Linked DNA regions of Arachis hypogaea: region 2 is linked to region 1. The links are chromatin contacts, called in public Hi-C maps. All regions are on one chromosome and are shown on one strand. Each heading gives the region's core, a stretch centred on a gene start, on an enhancer-like site or on the middle of the called end of the contact. The rest is flanking DNA. Distances are from core to core; before and after follow the strand shown. Region 1 holds the start of LOC112723209 (SEC1 family transport protein SLY1). Region 2 holds the start of LOC112723221 (pathogenesis-related protein 2-like).

What was found. A called contact is a pair of places that touch in the nucleus more often than the background predicts.
Region 2: a Hi-C map of leaf shows a contact between it and region 1, with 5 times the contacts expected there. The contact joins the promoter of LOC112723221 here to the promoter of LOC112723209 in region 1. A contact is called at or near these places in 2 of 8 Hi-C or Micro-C datasets (both in leaf).

Annotation. Positions count from the first base shown.
Region 1 is chr11:143,768,369-143,773,235 of arahy.Tifrunner.gnm2.J5K5, forward strand. It overlaps LOC112723209 (SEC1 family transport protein SLY1), which reads right to left and starts at 2,210. Exons shown (of 2, transcript XM_025774473.2): 1 at 1,686-2,210; 2 at 1-1,604. The coding sequence starts at 1,716.
Region 2 is chr11:143,932,138-143,937,004 of arahy.Tifrunner.gnm2.J5K5, forward strand. It overlaps LOC112723221 (pathogenesis-related protein 2-like), which reads left to right and starts at 1,916. Exons shown (of 2, transcript XM_025774485.2): 1 at 1,916-2,195; 2 at 2,290-2,780. The coding sequence starts at 2,018. The coding sequence ends at 2,585.

The sequences.
Region 1 (4,867 bases), core at 960-3,459:
ACTTGTTCCTGAACCAGACTTTGGAGCACGTGGATCAAATATAAGATATGAATCTATTTCGGGATTTGGCCTTCCTTCAATCAAGGCTTCAACTGCCCTTGCCAATGCAAGCTGCTTGTCACCAGATAACAGATTTTTAACACCAGCTGTGACTGCACTAATTGACTGTCCATATAGCTTCTCGGCCCAGTCAACAATGTTACTTCTGCTGGCAGAGTTTGCCGATGCAAAGGAAGCGTTTAATGCCTTGATCTTTTTCACATACTGAAAAGCAGCAGTATCAACCTCTGACTCTCGTAGTGCTGCCTCCACAGTGTCCACTTCTGATTGATTAATGGTTTCAGAGGAAATAAGATACAGGATGGCAAAACGAAGCTTATCCATCTGGGTGCCCGGTCCCTTAAGCACGCCAAGAAGGTCTTTCCATTCAAGGGTCCCTCTCATCATTGCATTCTCTGTCTTCACATAATTATTGAGCGCTCTCTGTTTAATCTCACTCAACAATGTGGTGGCAATGTTGGTATGCTTATCAATAACCTGCTTCCTCTCTGTCAGCTCAGGCAGCGAGTTCACTGCGTTCATCAAATGCTTTGTGTTACCAATCAAGTCTGTCCCATCGAACTCGGCACCATGTGTCCCACCAGTCCTCTTGTTCACCTCATCCACGTCCTTCTTATACTTATTCAGCTGAGTCTCAATCTCCTCCGCAACAGCTGGAAACTCCAGTGACCCATTTGCAGCCCAAAAGGGGTCAGAACTATCCAACTCATAAGACCTCATCCCACCCTTCTCCCCCTGGACATTCAATCTATTCAACCTCAACCCAAGCACATCATGAACCAGTGGCCGGTACCTAAAATCATGCTGAATCGCCACCGCCAACTCAAAGTTCCTATCAAAGATACACAACACTGGCCTCTGAAACGAGTTAACAAAATTCCCAGCCTCACTAAACAAATTGTTCTTGGACAACAAATGATCCCTTAGCCTCTGATCCAATGCAGATGCAACCATCTCAGCTGGTCCACCCCTAGGGCACCTAATAATTGGCACAACAGCCAAAGTGGCGAGAACACAGAAAAGCCCATTAACAACCTTCTCCACAATCCCCTCAATCTCCCTGTCCCCAGCAGAAGGATCATTAAGCTGAACAAAACAAGACTTATCCGCCAAGGAAAACAAATTGTCCTCAAGAGTGATGAATTCCAAGTACTGATCGTGGACCTTGGAGATCCGCTGGATGGAGTCGGAGGCAAGGGTGCCGGATGCGAGGTTTTCAAGGAGGGGGCGGGGGATGGAGGTTGAGAAATTGAGGTGGAAGGAGTGGTAGAGGGAGCGGGATGCGTCGGAGAGGATGCGGTTGATGTTGTTTGGAGTTGGTTGGACGAAATAGACGGCGGGGACGTCGTGGACGGGGTTGCGGTCTTTGTCGATGAGGAAGTAGAGGGTGACGCCGTGCTTGCGGAGGTCCTTGACGTGGATCAATGGAGAGAGGATGTTCTGGCAGAACCTGTCGTAGATCAGGATCTTGTAAACCTCCTCGTTCGCCGTCGTCGATGACGCGTTTATTGGCTGGTTCAGGTTCAGCATCCTCGCGATGCATTCTGAAGCCGATTCAATGAACCAACAATCAAACACAATGCATTGAATTGAAAATGGAGCAATCATTCATTTGAAATTATTACCGGTTTGCTTCTGGCGGAGATTGAGAGACATGGTTGGCTGGTCGGTTGTGCTCTATGGATCTGAAATTGGATGGTTGCAATGCAGAATAGTGAAGATGGATAAAATCGAATTAGACGTAGGGTTTTGGTTTGGGATCCAGTTTTCAAACCCTGCACTGGCACAAAGTCGTTAGTCGTAGATCCAGGGGCGAAGCTAGGTAAATGCATTGTTGGTGGAAGGGGGAGTGTTTCCCACTTTGCATTTTGGTTGGTGTGTTAGTGGAGTGCAGCAGAGTGATTCTCTCGTCAAATGAAAGAGAACTCTCTGGAAAAAAACAAAGAAACGAAGAGAAAAGATGTTAAATAAATGGGGGTCAGTCTAAAATCAGCCTAGGTATTTTGGGCACATCTGATCTGATGCACCGTGTAATTAAGATCATTGGATTATGTTAAAAAAATTCAACGGTTGATATGATATTAATTTAAAATTTTTAAAAATTAAATAAAAAAATATGATATGTTTCAAAATTCTAAAAAGACCACTCCTTTTCTTTAGAATAAAACGAAACCCTCTTGTGTGCTAATCTAGGTAAGACAGACTAAAATGAAACCCTACTCTATCTCTATGTGCTCATCTGAGAAATGCTTCCTTAGACGAATGTCAGCGACATCATCCCGAATGCTGGCGTTACCAAGGTTAGCGCCAAGAAGGCCATGACATCGATGTTGTCGAGGACAATGGTGAAGGAAAAGAGCAAGATTACATGGTTTAGGTGACAAGAAGACACGGATGGGGATAACCATGTGTTACTATGGTCATTGACGCCCCGCTGGTGGTTCTGAGCTTCTCCTCGAATTTCGTAAGAATTTTTACAATGCCAATTTTTGAGAAATCACTTGTCAGATCTAAGTAGAACTACACTCAAGACTGTAATGACTATAATATGAAAAGCAAATTCAACAAAATCACAATTGCAGATTGTACGATAACAATTTTTTGTGTATGTGCAAAGATTTAATTCTAAAAATTTCATGCTATATTACTGGAAGAATGTTTAAAATAAGAATTTACATAGTACTTGCATTCAATTTCTGATTATTTGGATATTAAAGGGGCTTCATGGATTGCAATTTTGTTGTTTTTTTCTTTATGATTCTATTGTTTGTAGAAGACGTTAATTACTTTATTGTGATTTTGCTCAAACTTCTTAATGAACAAAATTATAGTCCTTCCAATATAGCATCATACTAAAATATATAATTATTTTAGCGAAAACTGGAGGTAGTTGCTAACTAACATGATGTTAACTTAAATCAATACTTCAATCGATGTTTTAATTTGACTCCACTGAGGAAGCCAAAGTCCATCATGTGGAGGTCTTTTGGTTCATTGTTTTGCTGAAAAATTAACGAGATAAGCTTCTTCATTCCTCTCTTTAGTTTATAATTTTTTTTCTTTTGTGCTAGAATAAATTATAAATTTTTATGGTTATCTACCTGCCTTGTTTCAATAGTTAAATCGGAACAAAAATATATGACAGCAAAACTATTTTGGTCAACTCCTTAGAGCCTTGCCATGGAAATTTGAAAGTCCACTACTCTTGAAATATGTCCCCTCTTACCATTTAATATATCAATCTACCATTTTGTCCCAAATGCTTCTTACTATTCAGAGAACTAGGAAAAATAACTAAATGCATGAGCATTAAGCTTAGTTCAGGATTCTCTCATTTTGACTTATTGGCTTGCTTTTACTTTTATGGTTTAGGTCTATTAAACTTCTAACTTGGTGAGTCTAAGTTAAGTCCTGATGACAATAGAGGCATCATAATCAAGAGTGAACTTTCATTCACCAATGGAGATTGGGAGCAGATGGTCATGAAACCTTTTGGCATATTTTTGTTTCATTCTACTAATAAGCTTTTGGCACAGCTGGAGCCTGAATTCCGACCACTAGGTAGCGTTTGTTTTCGGAGATAGGACACAAAGACATGGACAGTACATATTTAAAATGTGTTTGGAAGCAGAAACATGGACACCGAACACATTGTCTTCGAGATAATTTTTTATATTTTTGTGTCCACTCTTTTACTAAGGACAATGATAGACACATAATTTGAAAGAGTGGACACGGACTTTTTTATAAATTTTGTTTTCCTTTTTGTTCATAGATATTTTTTATTATTCCACTATTATCCCTTTTTGTTTTTCCTATAATTAGTCTTGAAATTTTTAAAAGATAAATATTATTAAATGTAAAATTGATCTTTTAAAATACTAAAAAATAATTTATAAGTTGTAATTGATTTTATATAATTTAAAGAAAAATCAGTTTTTAGATAAAAAAAATTGGTTTTCTAAATAAAAATAAATTTTTATGTGCAAAAACTAATTTTTTTTCATGTAAAAACGGATTCTTTTTTAAAATTGATTTTTTAATTAAAATAATTTAATTTATTAACCTAAACAAATTTTTTTATTAATCAAACTCAAATCTATTTTTTATTAATTTTAACCATATGTATTCCTACATATTAATAATAAATTTAAAAATAAAATAAATATATTTGTAATTTTTATTTTAATATAAATACTATTATATATTTTTTTATTTTCAAATATTTTTCAAGTTTCGTTTGTACTCCTACGTACTCTCATTCTCTATTAAATTAGTTTGTACTTGATGTAGAAAATTTGAAATCATATGGTTATTTTAGTCATTTCATATAATATTTTAGTCTTGTCCTAGTGTATCCAAACATAATACTGGACATTACATTAGTGTCTTGTACATCGTATCCAAACACAATACACAAACAATAATTTTTAGTGTCTCCGTCCTATTGTCTCTGTCTCAGTGTCATGTTCTATCTTGTCTCTGAAAATAAACACAGCCTAATGTCAAATTCAAGCCTTAATACGGTAAGTGCAGCGAGCCAACTTGAGCAGGCAAACTACTTTTGGATCTGATCACGGAAAATCCAATCGAGGGAGTGATGAACCCGCCATACATGATAATGTATAAATGGGAACATAATCCTTGTGTCATTCTTGAAAAGAAATGTAGTTGTCACTATTTTTTTTCATAAATAAAAATTTAATTTAATACCTATCAGAGGTGGATTGATTGTTCCTTTCATTAACCGAGTTAGAGGATTGATTATGTATGTTGTTTGTGTAACTTATTTTAATTGTAACTAAAT
Region 2 (4,867 bases), core at 666-3,165, 160 kb after region 1:
AGATAAACATTGAAAAGTAAATTACAATCTGTAAAACATGAAGGAGATTGACTCTTCAACAGCCTCTTTGTTATGTGATAAACCAGATTTGCATGTTTCTGATTCAGTTCTTTATTTTTGGCGGAATGCTTCTTTGAAAGAAAGTATTGTCCAAGTAGATGAACTTCTTCAGAGAGCTTCTTTGCAGAACAAAACCTCAATACTCTGGGTTATCTCTCCTTGTTTTATGAATGAAAAAAATCTTCTTTTATCTCCTTGCATATTGTTGGGTTGCTCTCCCTAAGTCAACTTCTTGAGCCTTATGCTTCACCAACCCACCATCTCGCTTTTTCCCATTAATTCTCAGAATAGAAACTTTGGTTCTGACCTTCTTTTGTTGACCGAAAATCATAGAAAAGCATAAAACAGATATCCTCAATGGTAAACTCAGATCTTGGCTATTGAGAAGATACTTGATCCCCAAGACTCACTTGTGACCGTAGATACACAGCAATGAAGAACAAACAGCATCTTTTCCATGTATCCCATTTCGGACTGAGCAGAGAGTTGGGAAGAGGAGAAGAAAATATGATGCATGCATAAGAAAATGGGTTACCTTTTAGCTCTGTCTTAGCTTGATGTGGTTTGAAATGGTTAATTAGACATCTGTCTTTCAAGCTTAATCTTTCTTTTTCTTGCTTCTTTGGTGATTAGCTTAGGAAAGAAGCTCTCTCGCTTTCTTCTGTGATTTCTGACCAAGAGGGAAAAAGTGAACGTTGATTTGGTGAAAACAAGTGAGAGGAAATTATTTGCTATCGGACTTGGATCGGATCATTTCATTTGGCCCGTCTTGATTTCTCAGCTTTGTTTCCTTTTTGGGCTTTGTTTGTATTATTAGCCCACCAGCCTTGTTCTAATTTCATCCAATTAGACTGTTGTATTGATTTGTGGCCTGCAATGCTTAATTACAAATAATTAACATTAGTTAGATAAATGCCCAAAAATAATATTTATCATCATTAATTAATTTAGTTAATTTTTTAACTCAACACAATTTATTGACTTAAGTGTTACAATAGTTTTGTAAGTACCTATCTCAGCTCTCTGTACTTGATAAAAACAAAATATAACTCATTTCCAAAAGAAAAGAAAAAGAATAAGTTAAATTTTCTTATAGTCAAGAATCAAGATATACATCGATCACACGATGAATACAAGAACAGAACAAATATTAAATTTATTCCAAGTATTAATATTTTTTCTTCCTAACATTGAAGACATTTATTATTATTATTATTATTATTATTATTATTATTATTATTATTATTCCTAGTCATAGGCACGCTTTATACTTAGCAAACAAAAGTATATGATGTGTAGAATGAAAATGATACGCATAATATGAAAGCAATAATGTTTAGAAGATAACAAAAAATTAATTATTTAAACTTGCTTTATTTAAAAATTTCAATTGTTTAGACTAATTTTTTATTTAAAAATTTAGCCTCTTTGAACTGATTTTTTATTATCTCACTATCATTACTAAATAATGGAAATTCTAGAAGGGCGTGGTGTCTATAAATTTTGATCAACTTGAAATGCAATTGCATTCTGCTCTGCTTCTGGTTTTGTGTTCAATACTTCACTATAATTTATTTCATCAAGTATGCGTGAACATTCAATATTAATGGAACAGAACGCCTTCTTTGAAAATGAATGCTTCCGAGATAGCAATGTTTGACAATATAAAGCTTAAATTAAACCAGTCTCCAACAATAATTAATATTCTTCAGCCAAGCAGCAATGGAAAAAAAAAAATGAAAAATCAACGAATAACATGGCCGGCGTATCAATGAGTCAGCACGTTCATAAGTTCACATATACACCATCTCATCCTCATTCCTCGTGACCCCATTATATGCCTATAAATAGAAGCCATTCCTCTCTTCATCAACCACACACTACAAAACTAACCTCACTTCTTACCATCTACTTCTAATTCTTTTGATTCCTTCCCTTAGCTTCTTAATTCATAATCATGGCCGTCTTCACATTCGAGGATGAAATCACCTCCACCCTTCCCCCGGCCAAGCTTTACAATGCTATGAAGGATGCCGACTCCCTCACCCCTAAGATTATTGATGACGTCAAGAGTGTTGAAATCGTTGAGGGAAACGGTGGTCCTGGAACCATCAAGAAACTCACCATTGTCGAGGGTCAGTAACTATTCATTTCAGTAAACATACATACTATATGTGTGATAATAATTATGTGTTGTGAATTGTAATAATAATAATGATATATATGCAGATGGAGAAACCAAGTTTATCTTGCACAAAGTGGAGGCAATAGATGAGGCTAACTATGCATACAACTACAGCGTGGTTGGAGGAGTGGCTCTGCCTCCAACGGCGGAGAAGATAACATTTGAGACAAAGCTGGTAGAAGGACCCAACGGAGGATCCATCGGGAAGCTGAGTGTGAAGTTCCACTCCAAAGGAGATGCAAAGCCAGAGGAGGAAGACATGAAGAAGGGTAAGGCCAAGGGTGAAGCTCTCTTCAAGGCTATTGAGGGTTACGTCTTGGCCAACCCTACTCAATATTAGAACACTTTATTAGCTCCATCTTGATACGCAGTTGTGTTCTTTTGAGCATGTTTGTGTGTGCCCATGCTTCAAGTAATTGTTTTTTGTTCTATGCAATAAAAAAGTGTTGCCTTTTTTTATCTTTAGCTGCAGCTTTGTCTGAGCTTCATATCAATAAAATTTAGTATCAAAGAAATTTGATAATTTGAATGATTATTATACTATCCAAATATCATTTTAGTATTTTAATTCGTAGTTTGTTTGCTTTAATTTTGATAGGAAAATATATTTTTTTTAATATTTTTAAAATTTTAAAAAAATTCTCTCTAAAATTTAATTTGCTTCAGTTTTATTTCTAACATTTGAAAAAACTTTCACTTATGTCCCACTCTTTATTTTTTTGTTTTTAATTTTAACCTTATCCAAACTAATCCTAATGTTAACTCTAATCTTAAAGAATTTCTAATCCAACCTTAACCTTAAATCCCTAATTCCATATTTCTTCAACCCTTTATTTTATCTCTTCTACTGTATATATCATTGCCAACTCTACTGTCACATCCCTCATTTTAGGAGTCTTTATTGGTCGGGTGAAAATCGAGTTTGATATGGCTCAGACTCGACCCGAAATATATCGGGCCTATTTGTTAGGTTCAAATCCGACTATAAACTCGATGAAATCTAAACATTTTCGGGCCACGATTATACCGGATAAAAACTAAGGAAAAACCGGACCGTTAACATTACATAAGCTAGCATGTGAAAATATCTAAATTTTCAAGAACCATTATTTGACATGGTAAAATTCACTTAGAAAAATATAACATGAACCAACCCTTCTCTAAAATTAAAGCATAACCACAATCAATACTAATATTGTCTAACAACACCAAATATTTAAATCAATACAAATAACACAATATTATGCATTAGTCTAAAGTATTATACATTTTAAACATAAAACATTAACTTATAGTCTTATAATGACTAATAACACAAAATATTAAGATTTACAATGCTTAAATTCTACATAAGAATAGTCATTATCCATTATTAATAACACAATATTAATTGTGTAGGATGACCGGACCACCGGATCAGACTCGGATGACCCAAACTATAGCATGAACCCAACCCGAAATAATGATCGGGTCTATTTTTGAGACCATTTATCCGACCCTAAACCTGTTAAAATCACACCAAATTAACTTCTAAAAGATTTGGAACCGAACCAAATTTTTAGACCGGACCAAACCATACACATCCCTACCTCATTTTATCATTGTCATAGCCAATAATGGTGGAGGATGAATGCAGATAGAAGGACGAGTTAGAATATAAACTGTAAACCCAGATTAGTATTACATATGTATTAAATCTTCCCACAGGCGACACTAGTAATAATAACGATGATGATGTGATTGGTTTTCTGTGTTTTTTTTTTTTCTGTTAAATTGACATATCACATTAAAGTGGTCCATCAATGTTGAATTAAAAAAAGGCAAATGCTAGTAGACGTTAACTTTTTGGTAAAAACTCAGGTGAAGTCGACTTTACGTGAAATTGATACATGAGACTCTAAGAGTTGTTAGATGAAAATTTAGTCAAATTAATCAAATTATCTAACAACTCTCAGATATCAACTTTACGTAAAATCGACTTCACCTAAATTTTCACCTAATTTTTTCCTATATATATAGATAAACAGATGTCAAAATTTTAGAATGTTGTGGCATGTAAATTGTTACAATTGATGTACTTCAAAAGTCACACTCACACATTTATATTTTTTTATAGTAATAAGACCTACACATTTTTAAAGATTTATTTTTTTAGTCCCATATTTAACTTTGTTTATTGTTAATCTATCTGCTAACAAAAATTAATCACTAAGATTAGTAGAAAAATAAATGTTTTTAAATATATTTATTTTTGTATTGTCATTATTTTTTATTTGTTTAGTAATTAATTAATAAAAACATTCCTCTAAACAAATTCACTTGATAAAAGCACAAATATATTTTTTTTAATAATGAATCACTCTTAAAAGTTATATAATTTCTAAAAAAATAGCTAATTAAACATTTTAATGAAATCACTCTTAAAAATTTCTAAGATAAGGAGTATAAAGCGAAAAAAATTTATAGTAATAAAAATTAAAAAATATTAAAAATATTAAAAAAAGCAAAATCTAAAAATAAATTGAATTGATAAGCATCGATTTATATGAATTGTACCCTTTAAGAATTGATTCGATTTACTATTCTAAACGCATGAAAACCTAAATCGAAATCACATTATTC